Linked DNA regions of Mus musculus: region 2 is linked to region 1. The links are chromatin contacts, called in public HiChIP or PLAC-seq maps. All regions are on one chromosome and are shown on one strand. Each heading gives the region's core, a stretch centred on a gene start, on an enhancer-like site or on the middle of the called end of the contact. The rest is flanking DNA. Distances are from core to core; before and after follow the strand shown.

The links. HiChIP or PLAC-seq counts read pairs in DNA pulled down with a chosen protein or histone mark.
Region 2: a contact with region 1 is called in an H3K4me3 HiChIP or PLAC-seq map of intestinal villus epithelium, with 11 times the contacts expected there. The contact joins the enhancer-like site here to the promoter of Cftr in region 1. A contact is called at or near these places in 9 of 39 promoter capture datasets (cranial neural crest, embryonic stem cells, epiblast stem cells and 4 more), 6 of 484 Hi-C or Micro-C datasets (cerebral cortex, embryonic stem cells, myeloid progenitors and 2 more), 3 of 115 datasets of contacts at active chromatin or transcription factors (intestinal villus epithelium, large pre-B cells and stem cell-derived neural progenitor cells) and 2 of 9 other capture datasets (adipose tissue and embryonic stem cells).

What each region holds. Positions count from the first base shown.
Region 1 is chr6:18,167,456-18,174,272 of GRCm38.p6, reverse strand. It overlaps Cftr (cystic fibrosis transmembrane conductance regulator), which reads right to left and starts at 3,586. Exons shown (of 27, transcript NM_021050.2): 1 at 3,397-3,586. The coding sequence starts at 3,449. RefSeq lists silencers at 3,145-3,385, 3,935-4,305 and promoters at 3,435-3,668, 3,435-4,571.
Region 2 is chr6:18,369,788-18,376,604 of GRCm38.p6, reverse strand. Cttnbp2 (cortactin binding protein 2) reads left to right here. Exons shown (of 23, transcript NM_080285.2): 21 at 536-668; 22 at 1,983-2,081. Among named protein-coding and RNA genes, the nearest start is that of Gm40356, 62 kb to the left of the region's middle. Within about 2 kb of position 3,599, at least 36 of the 459 cell types and tissues checked have an H3K27ac peak or open chromatin away from gene starts, as enhancers often do. A contact at or near this core is called in intestinal villus epithelium and uterus, where this site is marked.

The sequences.
Region 1 (6,817 bases), core at 2,337-4,836:
GAATTGACTATCAAAATATATTGTGTAGTAATGTGCTATAAAACCTTAAAATAAATTTTAATAATTGTGATATCAACTAAAATAAATTTCACTGTATAGAGATATTTATTATACACATATATATGCACATACACAAAATCATGATTTCATCATGTCCTGTACAAGAGGTGCTCTTAGAACTGTTGATTAAACTAAACAAAACTGACATGAACCTAACATAAATCCCAAGTTGAAATTTCTGAGCTGTGTAACAACCAAACATTATCAGTGAAAAGAAAATAAACAGAAGGGAGTCCTAAGTTGCTGGCACAGAGCCAGTATCGGGCAGTGCTTGTACACTGTCCAAACAGAGGGTCTCTCCATCCTAGATGTGGCTTCTTCCCATTTCTATTAAAGAAAAGCCAAATGAAATCTGGAGCTGTGGCCACTGTATGACATCCATCAACTGAAGGGACAGCAATTCTTGGTTTTCTAAATACCATATCCTCAGTATATCAAAAGTGGCCTTCAGATTTGGATAACCTTAAGTTTTGTCAAGTATAATCTCTGTAATATGGATCACAAACAGAATGGAAATGTTGCTACCCAATTTCTTGGGACTGTTCATAACCCAGTCAGAGAAGAACTTCACATGAATGAAGAACCGAGCTCAATCCCAAGCTCCTAGGTGAAAAGGCGGGCAGAGTGACACAAGATTGTAATCCCAGTGCTGAGAAGGTAGAGTCAGGGAAAGCCCTTGGGTTCACTGGCAAGTCTGTCTAACATAACTGGTGAGATTCAGGCCAATGAGAGACATGACTCAAGAGATGATAGCTTATACTGCACTCTATGGTCATACAAACATGCATACGCGCACATACACACACACACACACACTAACAGGTACACGTTAGGCATAATCTTTTTTCTTAAATCTCTATGAAAGTGTAAAGTTCAAACATTTCTACAAATCAAAGGTTTTTAGGAATTAATTCCACTAATATGTCAATCATAAATTCTGTATAAATATATCACCACTTGTTTTGAAACAACTTATTTCATAAATGTTATCATTACACCTTCAAGTTAATGCATTTATTTTCCATGAAAGTAAAAAAAATTACTTGAAATTTTCATGGTAAAATTATCTTCTGTGTTAGACCAATTCCAATGTCTTTCCATTTTTTTACTTACTGAAAACTTAAAAAAATAAAAAGTACTTAAATTATTATTAAACTTGTTTTGGTTTCTCAGTAACATAATCTAAATAATTAAAATGTTAATTAATATAATCCAAAACCAAGACCATAATAGTAGACACATAGAAGTCAGCTTTTAGGAGTCTTTTATAACCCTAAGCTTGATGGGATAGGTTAAATTCTAAGGCACTGAAGGAGATCTGATGTAAGAGCATGGCTTTCATCTAAGTATCTAACAAGCCCATGCTACGTGAGGCTATCTATCCCCTATGCTAACTTCTCAAGCAAATGGCATAGATACAGGCTATAGTCACAAAAGTGCACCCAGCAGAAATAAACTCACTGTCCTTTACAGTGAGGATCCCAGCACTTCGAGGAATGTAAACATGTAAACAACAGTAAGGGCAGCTAACATGTCCTCAAAGCACAGCATATATTCCTCAACAGACTAACCCATTACATTATGTGTCACACTGACAGACTCCAAGTTGTAGCACTGAAGTCATGCAGAGACACCAAAGGGCTTGCCTACTAAGCAGTAGATCTGCAGCCTGAGTCCAGGCCATGGGAATCCAGGGCCCACTGCCCTGGTCACTAGGCGGCACTGCCTAGTCCAGTGGAGAAAAGGGTTTTACTCTTTGAAAATTAAAGTCCAGAAGGAAGTTTATAATCACTGACTAGTACTTAGCTAAATGTCAGTTCCTATAAATAGTAGGAACTAAACTCTTAAAAACACACCTATTCTTAAAGCAACTGATTATGAAATCATTTGGAGGGCAGAAATGAGTATGTTCTTAACAAATTTCACAGCCATTATAATACATTTCCTTTCCAAATCAGCCTAAGAACATTTGTAAAGCACACTACAATTTATTAGGTGGGTTATAAAAACGGGAAATTTTTGAAACACTTTGATAAGTGAAAAATTTTGAAGTTTCTTACTACTTAGTGGGAAAACCACACAAGAGATATTCATTCTCCTGAAAACTTGCCTTTACAGACACATTGACATTTAGGTTCCTCAATAGGCTTTCATAAAAGCCTCACATGTATGTCAAGTGACATTCTGATTTTGTAAGTAATAAGAAAATAGATCCAGACCGATAAGCTAGATTTATAGATGAAGTAACAAAAGGCACCACAAATATTCATTCTAAAGAAGAAAGCCCTTCCTTCTCTCCCAACCACCGGGGGGAGCTCTCCTGCAGAAGCACTTGTCTTTCCTCAGCCTTGAGCTCTAGACCGGCTGAAAAAGGAACATCAGGAAGACTAAGGCTGAGCCTTGCCCCCTACCCACAGCATAGGGCAGGTTGAGAACATATTCGACACTTATGATACTTCAGTGTGCTGACTCATTGGTGTGTGTGTGGGGGGGGGGGGGTGAGTCAGCTGAGGACCCATGAGCGCTGCTCTTTTCATTCATTCACACTACAGGATCAGAGCAGACGAAGCTCCACGGAGCACTTCAAATACAAAGCGCTTAATTCTTGCCTAGGTCTTCCAACTTAAATTCTAATTTAAAAATCCTATTAGATTGAGGGTTTGGTTTTTTGACAATGTAGGATAAGAGAACAATGTCCTAATTGTCAATTGAATATAGCTTCAGTGGCTAAAACTCTAGTTTCATATCCCCATGGTAACTCACTTTTTTAATGCATTGCTTATATTATTTCTTTTTAAAGTTAGATATTTTAACTGACTTGCTCATTTTTAAAAAGAATAATGTAACTGTGATGAGCATGTTAGACTTACTCAATATTACAACGGCAAAAAGTAAATACAATATAATTCCTGGACTTTTAAAAAAATTCAGTCAACAAATGTTTTCAGAGCACCTATTACACAGGCACTGCACTTGCGGTCAGCTTTTCTTGGAGAAAATAACAGACCAATCTTAGGAATGTTCTATTAAGTACACTTATGAAGTATAACTTTTTTCAGGAAATTAAAAAAATATATATCTATTGCTCCGTAGCATATTTGGCTGTTGCAAGTCTGATTCACAGTTGCAAGTATATTTTGTTCTCTATTCAATCAGCTTCATTTTATTGTACAAAAATGCTTATTTCCTTTAAAGCACTGAATGACAACACACCTTTTAAAACAAAACAAACACAACAAAAATCTCTTCCTGTTTTCCCAAAGTCTGCCCATATTCATTCCCTTCTCCTGCATAGGCACATGTGTCCGTGCAAAGATCCGCTGAGTACCCTCTCACCTGAAGAAGAGTTTGGAGATAAAGCTGGCTTTCTCCAAAGGCGACTTCTGCATGATGTCTCCGTGAGGCAATGAGGTCTGTGTTCGGCTAAATTCAGGTTGGACTCGACATCTGGATATCCAGGACCAGGTCAATGCTTTTGGCTCGTCCCTTTTACTCAGACCTGAGGTGATGTCATTTGCTTCCAATTCCCCCCACCCACTCGGGTCCCACACACCTCCCCTTCCTCAGCCTTCTTCCCCACGCCTCCGCCGCCCAGGTTAAAGCCAGCGCTGCCTAGCCCAGCCTCACAGTCGCTGCTCTCCACGCCCCGCGCCCGCGCCCGCCCCGCGCGCTCCTTGCGCTCCTTCCTCCAGCGCGCCCCGCGCCCGCCCGCCCGCCCGCCGGCGCCACCTTTTCCCTGGCCCTCGGCCTTAGCGCCCGCCCTCCAGATCCCCCCGCGTGCCTACCTTCAGGCAGCCACAGCAACACCGGCTCAGACTGCGGGCCCGACCCTGGGCCCGGGTAAACCGTGGCCAATCTGCGGGACTTAGAACCCTTTTTTCGTGGAAATAAAGACCACTCACTGATCTCCTTGGCTTCCTGGAACCTTTCTCTTCCTTCTCCCTTTCCCTCTCCCTCGTCCTCTCCCCCTTCCTCTTCTCCTCTTTCTCCTTTATCTCTTTCTCCCCCGTCTGTTCCTCTCTCTTTTCTTCCCATTCCTCCCCTGCCTTCATCTCTTTCCTCTTCATCTCTTCCTCTTCCTCCTCCACCTTCATCTCTTTCTCCTTCATTTCGCTCTCCTCTTTCCTCTCTTTCTTCCTCTTTTCTTCCCCTTCCTCTTTCCCTTTCACTCCTCTCTCCTCGTTTTTCTTCTCTTTCACTCCCTCTTTCTCCTGTCTCCTTAGCTCCTGGCTTAGTTACAGATAACTTTTCAAGATCCATTTTGAAAAGGAGATGAAAATGTGGCTCTTTTGTATCAAAGAACACTCAGGAAGCAGCAAGTTCCACAGTACTCTGAGGTGTCCACCTCAGTAAGCCCTTCAAGAGCTGGACAAGACCTAAGCTCTGTTGACTGAAGGCTCTAGAGTAGCCATAGTGGCACAAATACCTATGAGGTATATGTGTGTCATACACATATGTCACAATTCCCTGATATGTCATAATTACAGCAAAGGTCCTACCAAGGAAAGGGAAGCTACTACTTTCCCTTATGAGGTACATGTGTGTCGTACATATATGTCACAATGCCCTGCTGTGTCATAATTACAGCCAAAGTCCTCAAGGACAAAGAGAGCAAAGAGGGCCCTTTACCTCCGGGCCCTGCTCAGTGTGCAGTGTGGTATTTCATGTGTGTGTGCTAAAAAACAACAGGTGGACAGTCTAAACTAAATGACCCTCCTTTCCTTTCCCTAGTCTGCTAAGCAAAATATCTTGACTGAGACACTAAAAGGGCCTCTGAGTCACTGAAGCAAAAGTGTCCTAGTCACTCAAGCTCACAGAGAGAAAAACCTGAGTCTTTAGCTCCCTGGAGGCTTTGGAAGTTTCCCAAGCTGTGCACCTTCCTTCCAAGGTTTTTGGTGTGAGAAATGTGTGTCCAACACAAAACCCTGCTGGGTTGTAAAGAGTCAACACTTAAATATCTAAACCCTGTTTTGCCAAAGCAAGTTAAAATAGAGTTGAATTTTTTTTTTCTTTATTGAAAATTGAACGTTCTTTCTATCCCGGCAGTGGTGACGCACATTTTCAATCCCAGAACTCAACACTCAGGAGTCATAGGCAAGCAGATCTCTGAGTTCGAGGCCAGTCTGGTCTACAGAGCAAATTCCAGGACAACCATGGCAACACAAAGAAACTACGTCTTGAAAAACCAAAATCTGTCGCCATCTTGGTTCCGGGACTCAGCAGAACTTAGGAAATTAGTCTGAACAGGTTAGAGGGTGCGCCAGAGAACCTGACAGCTTCTGGGACGGGCAGAAGCACAGAGCCGCTGAGGCAGCAGCCTGGGCGGGCCGCAGACAACCGGCCACCATCCGGACCAGAGGACAGGTGTCCGCCTGGCTTGGGAGGCGACCTCAGCCTCAGCAGCAGCGGTCGCCATCTGGGTTCCGGGACTCCGCGGGACCTAGGAAATTAGTCTGAACAGGTTAGAGGGTGCACCAGAGAACCGGACAGCTTCTGGGACGGGCGGAAGCACAGAGCCGCTGAGGCAGCAGCCGGGGCGGGCCGCAGATAACCGGCCACCATCCGGACCAGAGGACAGGTGTCCGCCTGGCTTGGGAGGCGACCTCAGCCTCAGCAGCAGCGGTCGCCATCTTGGTTCCGGGACTCAGCAGAATTTAGGAAATTAGTCTGAACAGGTTAGAGGGTGTGCCAGAGAACCGGACAGCTTCTGGAACGGGCAGAAGCACAGAGCCGCTGAGGCAGCAGCCTGGGCGGGCCGCAGATAACCGGCCACCATCCGGACCAGAGGACAGGTGTCCGCCTGGCTCGGGAGACGGCCTCGGCCTCAGGAGCAGCGGTCACCATCTTGGTTCCAGGACTCCCTGGAACTTAGGATTTTAGTCTGCACAGGTGAGAGTCTGCACCACAGAAGCTGACAGCTTCTGGGAACTGCCAAAGCAACACAGTGTCTGAGAAAGGTCCTGTTTTGGGCCTTCTTCTTCGGCCAGGAGGAGGTCCAAATACAAGATATCTGCGCACCTTCCCTATAAGAGAGCTTGCCAGCAGAGAGTGCTCTGAGCACTGAAACTCAGAGGAGAGAATCTGTCTCCCAGGTCTGCTGAGAGACGGTAACAGAATCACCAGAAGAACAATCTCTAAACAGAGTCAACTATAACTACTAACTCCAGAGATTACCAGATGGCGAAAGGTAAACGGAGGAATCCTACTAACAGGAACCAAGACCACTCACCATCATCAGAACCCAGTACTCCCACTTCGCCCAGTCCAGGGCACCCCAACACACCCGAAAACCTAGACCTAGATTTAAAAGCATATCTCATGATGATGGTAGAGGACATCAAGAAGGACTTTAATAAATCACTTAAAGAAATACAGGAGAACACTGCTAAAGAGTTACAAGTCCTTAAAGAAAAACAGGAAAACACAATCAAACAGGTAGAAGTCCTTACAGAAAAAGAGGAAAAAACATACAAACAGGTGATGGAAATGAACAAAACCATACTAGACCTAAAAAGGGAAGTAGAAACAATAAAGAAAACTCAAAGTGAGGCAACACTGGAGATAGAAACCCTAGGAAAGAAATCTGGAACCATAGATTTGAGCATCAGCAACAGAATACAAGAGATGGAAGAGAGAATCTCAGGTGCAGAAGATTCCATAGAGAACATCGGCACAACAATCAAAGAAAATGGAAAATGCAAAAAGATCCTAACTCAAAATATCCAGGAAATCCAGGACACAATGAGAAGACCAAACC
Region 2 (6,817 bases), core at 2,350-4,849, 200 kb before region 1:
TATTCTTATGTATGTTTTACATTGGTACTGCTCTTCCCTGGAGAAAACTACTTCTCCCTCATTCAGCTTTCATTGAGTGCCAGGATTCTTTGTGTAGGACTCAGGCCTTGTGGGCTCTTCCCTGTCCATGCTGGCATGCTCACTGCTGTCATCCTTGTTCAGCGTTTGGACAGGCATATTGGCAAACCTCTATGGGTTGAACTTCACTTTGTCAGACCTAAGTGATAGAGAAAAGGGAGAAAGAAAGGAGATTGGAAATAGTCTACACCTACATAGCTTTCTTTGTGAAAAAAAGAACTGTTATCCTACTAAGAGTTTCTTGGCTGGAAGTTAATGACATCTTGAGAATACCACTTAGTATTCACATCTCTTGGTATAGGGCTGTTGTTGCACTGGATGACTTTATGAGTTACTTGGGAGGATATTGGAAACTCTTCTTCATCTCAAAGTTCAGAAGGTAGAGTGTCTAGAGTTCTCTATTTGATAACTGGTTTGTTCCCATTTTTGAAAAACTCTCCTCTGGCCTTTGTATTAGGTCCTTAGAGAATGATCTATCTGTGACATTGACTTTGGACCACAGACTCTCTTTGGGTTCAGATGATGAAGCAGATCTGGTCAAAGAACTCCAGAGTATGTGTTCCAGCAAATCTGAGTCTGATATAAGTAAGGTAAGCATTCCCCAGGTGCACGGTCATTGGCTCTGTCCAGTAGAGATGTGACTTTACAACAGGATGCTGGGAGCCACATCCTAAAATTCATCCTCTAAATGAAGTGTCTTATCAGGTATCATTGTTGATGCTATAGATCGAGTCATCCTTTGCTTTGCTCAGAAAGCTTTGCTTGGATTCATTTCTCCCAAGCCATTGGATAGTAATAGGGGCTTTGCTGTTCTCTGAAACACCTGAACTTAAAATTGTGTATTAATTGTATCAGCACAAATCAAGCCAGCATATCTATTTGAGCAGACTTTTGATTTGGGGAAGGTGTGTGTGTGTGTGTGTGTGTGTGTGTGTGTGTGTGATATGGGGGGGGGTAAAACCTGGGGTTTGCATGCTAGACAAGTGTTCTACCCCTGAGCTGCATCCCGTCTTCATGTTTTGATATAGATTCTCTCTACTATGTTAGCTTAGACAACCCTTGAACCCAGTGTCTGTCTCCGTAAGTAGCTTTATACAAAAGCCTAAGTTTGAGTTTTTCAGACACTATCATCGCCAATTTTAGTACATAAGCTATATATAGGTAAGATACAAGCTTCATAGAAGATCCTGAATCTATGAACCTGTTATAGACAGAGTTGCAGCAACATTCTTTACAAATAAGGAAAAGGGTGATCCCATATAATATGTATTGTCATGGTCTTTAAGCTGTGAAACTTGAGAACCAGATAGAGAAACCAGTTACCTGAAATCTCAAGGAAAACATTAATAGCATCAAGTTGAACCTGTTTTGGCACTCTTGTGTCTGCAGTACGTTTGTCCAAGCCTCCTCCATAAAAACTTTTACTTGAAAGGGAACAAAGATATAATGTAGTGTAGATCCAGTGACAGATTCAACGATTTCAGATGAACACTTAAACTCTCTAGGAAAAGTAAAAGTGGCTGCTTTATTCAACCTTACTGGAAATAAACTAAAATCCTTATCTACAGCAAAAATGAAATAATGACTCACATACTAATTTTTTTTGTCCTGACTCGCCAAGTAGATTCTTCTCCTTTTTTTTTTTTTTTAATCCTCTGCTTTCTATAAGAGATACCTTTTTAATAGACTTTTTGTCTTTGGTTTAAAAAATGTCGTTTGAGCAGGACAGTCTAGAGACATCTTCTCTAGAAGTTTTCCAAGTTAGGGAAGTGGGTGTCTGCCCTACTGTGGCTTCTCCGTCGAGGTGCTTGGCTCTGTTTCAGGCGAGCCACAGTGCATCAGTGGAGGATGGACTTGGTGGCTTGTGTCTTGGAGGATGGACTTGGTGGCTTGTGTCTTTTCAGATTGCTGATTCCAGGGATGACTTGAGGAAGTTTGATAGTTCAAGAACCAACCCTGGGACTTCAGCACCTCTTAACCTGAGGACACCAGTGCCACAGAAGGTAAATGTTTTTCTTTCCAAAAGGAGAGACAAAGGGCTTGTTGCGGAACTGACTTTTCAACTCTGTAATTTACACGGAGAGAAGAAATAGGAAAAAGTGTACAAATTAAGATTTTAAAATGTTCTGGTAATATGCTGATCTGACTTTTTCTTACCGTTTGATATTGTATTTCTAAATGTTGTGTCTATCTTAAAATCTTTGTCTCCATTTCTGTTTAACAAACAGCTTAAGATTTCTTGCCTTGGGTGCATCTTGAGTTAAATACTGCAGAGGCTGAATGGTAACATAAAGAGCTTAGACACTTACAAACTCTCATTTTCTTAGAGTTTTAGTGAGAGACCGTCTTTCAAAAAATCAAGTCAGAGAGGCAAACAGAAGGGCCAAGGTTTCTGTGGATTGTGTTAGCTCCCATAAGGGACAGAACAACTCGGTCTTCTGGGTGAACAGGAACCTTGGATAAAATCCTGCCCATCCACTGCTTTGTGAGGGTGTACAGGACCTAGAGGCACTTAGTAATACATGGTTTGTGTTCAATAAGCTCCATTGCGTCCCCCTTCCCTTCCTGTTCACATCTACCCCCACAATGGCTCACAAAGACCTGTGTGTGCAAGGAGAGGTGGGGCAGGTTTTAAAGTGGGCATGGTGTAACTATTAAATGACTAATCTTTAGCTGGTTAGCCTACAGTCCTGGGTCCACAGCTTCTGCTGCTGTGGTTCATTAGTTCTGGTTAGTGGTATCTGTATTGAAAGGAAGGAAGTGGGCTAAAGGCCCTAATAAGATACAGAACATGCTATAAAGACCTCTCTGCCTGCCAGGAGCATTTGGTTTGAAAATATTTTGTTTAGAGTTTGTCTTTCTGCCATATTTAAGTCCTTAATTCACTGTCCATGTGTGACAGTTTCTCTGAGCTTTGGTTGGTCCCCTAGAACCACTCTTTAGGATTCATTGTATGGCATAGAGAAATAGGCCCAGAACATCTCAAGAAATGGAATAATGAGCACTACTGAACAATTTCCCCCTAGTACCAAGTCATTTCTTATATGACTATATTGTTGTCTGTTCACTATAGAAATGGCTCAGTGGTAGAGTGCAGTCCTTTCTTAGCACAGATAAATCTTTGGGTTCAAATTCTGACACTGAAAAAAAATGTTAGACAATGTTGCTTTTTGTTTAAATGTCTGATAGACAAACCTTATTTTTCTACTACAAGCCATTATCCATAAAAATATGGGGCTGAAAATAATGCAAGCTACGGGCAGAGACGAAGCTTTGTTTTAGAAGGGAGCTTGAGGTGTCCTTGATCTTGCCTGGCCTCTTAAGAACTCTGTGCAGGTGGCTGTGGGTTTTAAGAGAGCCGCATCCTGCTTTCTTCGGGGCAGTTCCCATCTAGAGGATGCTTTTCTCAGGAGCTGCCAGCAGAGGGCAGAATCCCCCAGCTGTCTGGAAGCTGGCAGAGTCCTTCCTTCTCTATCTTGTTTACAACGCACCTGGCATTTCTTGGTTCCACGCCCAGTTTCTCCTCTTATCAGGAAATAACTCCCTTCAGAGGTGAGAGCACTCTGGATTAACTGAAATTACTTTCTCCTTCATGGCCAGAAGGCATACTCCGTCAGGAACCTGCTCCTCCTGGCCCTGTGTAACTCTCTGACAGTGAAGGACTGTAACTATTTCTTAAGCAAAACAGCAAAACACGCAAATCATCAATATAAATGACAAATACTGTAAATGTTTTTCTATTTTCTAAATGACGTAAATTCAGACTAATCTTCATCTCTGGTGACATAATGTCACCAGAGACATCTACTTCAAGCTTTTTGGTAAATCTCCACTTCCTGAACTCTGCCCTCTAAATGTTCTGGTGTAATTAGACTAAGATACAGACAGGACTCTTGATCTCATGTGTAGCCAGGCATGATATCCAGTGCTCTAAGATATAGCTTTTGTCTTTTACTTTCTACATGCCTTCTTTATTCCCACATATATTTTCAGGGGCTGCTATTCTTTCATCTAACTTTTCCACTTGTGAATTGTATCCTCCCCACCTCCACTTTTCATTCCCTTCTCCTCTAACACCCCACCCCTGACACAGTCCTATCTGCTGGAAGCAACCTGTCTCTCCCTTTAGCATCAAGAGAGATCGTCATATCTTTTTTTAAAATTTTTTATTAGGTATCTTCCTCATTTACATTTCAAATGCTATCCCAAAAGTCCCCCATACCCACCCCCCCACTCCCCTACCCACCCACTCCCCCTTTTTGGCCCTGGCGTTCCCCTGTACTGGGGCATATAAAGTTTGCAAGCCCAATGGGCCTCTCTTTCCAGTGATAGCCGACTAGGCCATCTTTTGATACATATGCAGCTAAAGACAAGAGCTCCGGGGTACTGGTTAGTTCATATTGTTGTCCCACCTATAGGATTGCAGTTCCCTTTAGCTCCTTGGGTACTTTCTCTAGCTTCTCCATTAGAGGCCCTGTGATCCATCCAATAGCTGACTGTGAAGCTTAGAGAAAATGCTTAATATTGCACGAAGGGCTCGCTCAGATTTAAAAATGGTTTGTTTGGGCTACATACTTAAAACAACTTTATGAAAATAAATTAAAGTTTTCGTTAGAGGATTGTACTGAGACCTTGGGAGCTTTAGGGCAAAAAGGTTTAAACAGTCCTTAAGGCTCCTATTTGGGGATCTTTGGGAAAGATACCCTAAAATGATGCTTGGCTGCCAGAGTGCTGGGAACATCATTCCTTCACTCCCTGTAAGCATGTTTTCCGATTTGCATACTCAGACTTTGAATTTCTGTGACTACACTAAGCCCAAGTCAGCTTCCACGTACTTAGCCCCTCCTGATAACTCCAGAATCTCACTCAGGCTGGACTCCCCAAACATATTCTAGCTGTTAGAATTTTTAGTAAATTATGTAGTCATTCTGCTTGTCTTTGTGATACAGATCAAAGGACAGAATTAAAAATAATACACTACAGAGCTGGACAGATGGCTCAGCAGTTAAGGGTACTGACTGATATTCCAGGGGACCAGGTTTCAAGTTTTAGTAGTCACATGGCAGCTTACAAGTATCTGTAGCTCGAGGATCATCCCACACCCTTACACAGATATACACACAAGTAAAGCACCAATGTATACCCCCCCAAAAAAAAACCCACCACCACATTATCTCCTTTCCCATTTGGTGTCTTGGTATTAACCCTGTATTTTATCAGAGATAATGCATCAAAAATGGTGACATTCCCATTTACATTCTATATTATAGGTAGGTACTGTGATTGATATATTTTTTAAACATGATCCCCCTGGCTTTTGTTATGCCAGGGAGCAAATTCAGGCCCTTTCCCATGCTAGACAGTGGTGTACCACTAAATAACATATACGATCTACTGTATTTTAGACCACATTATCACATAGGCCAGTCCCCAACGTATAATCATCTCAGCTTCACTGACTTCAGCATCAACATAGAAACACACCTCTGTTGTGTCTATAAGAGTGATTCTAGGAAGGTTTAACTGAAGAGAAGAGACACACATAGGAGGTGGATGGCTCCCATCCCCCATAGATGGAAGACCTGGCCCGTAACACAGAAAAGTGGAGTATGATACATAGTCGCTACCCATCACTCTCTACTTCCTAACTTCTTTACAGCAGCCTTTCCCACCTAACTCTGCATCCCTTCAACTCTGAGCCATACGAATCCTTCCTCCCCACAGCTGCTTGGAAGCCATCACAACAATCAGCAGAGTAACTAATGTACCTTAGTAGGGCAATGATTAGGTCCCACGATGTTCCGTTATGGTGTCCTGAATGTGATTTCACAGTTAAGTATCAGGTCAGGATTCTCGATATCTAGTACCCACCAAGCTGGACTGTATTAGTTCTCTTTTGTGTGATGCTGACCAAATCCCTAGCCAGAACAATGTAGGGGAGGAAATATTTATCTCATGCTTTCAGGGGTTTTAGTTCAAGATCTTTTGGCTCATGTATGCAAGCAGAACATCATGGCTGAGGGAGTATGTGGCTGAGGAGAGCTCTGTGCTTCCTATGTAAGCAGAAAGGAAGGAGACAGACAGAAGGATGGACAAGGATCTCCAAGGACCCACCCCTGGGGACCCACTTTTTCCTGCCTAAACCCGACTCCTTGAGTTTTCTAGAAATGTCCAAAACAGTACTAGGACCCAAGCATCCAGTTCGTAGGTTTTTAGAAGGACATCTCATACTTAAACAGTATTAGTACTTGGGTCTCTCAACTTGTTAGCATCATCAACAGTTTTGTTTTTGTTTTTTTTTTTTTTTCAAAGAAAACCAAGCATGCTAAGATGATTGTGGTTTTCTTTCATTTTCTTCACCGATACCATGCTGTGATGCAGTGGAGCATGAACTGGTGTGGGTATAGCTTAACCCTCTTCCCAGGTTCCCTTGCAGTTTGCTGGTGTGAAAAAGCAAACCTGGCTGAAGGAAAGCGCTCCCTCTCCCAGGCCACAAGTTTGCAGCCCAGCCTTCTTTCCCCTACAGATGCTTGTGTTCTGGACCTCATATTGCCCCATCACTGCCTTTTACTCATTAGGAAAGTGTTGAAAGCCCAGACAAGGGTAGATCAGAGTTGCTCGCAGCTGACTGAGAGGTTTCGCAATAGCTGGGTCTAAAGCTTGGGCAGCCATGGGTTCCACTTCAGTGATCTAGGGGTGGCTCAGTGGTTATATGGAGAGCTTATCAGGACTTTAATAG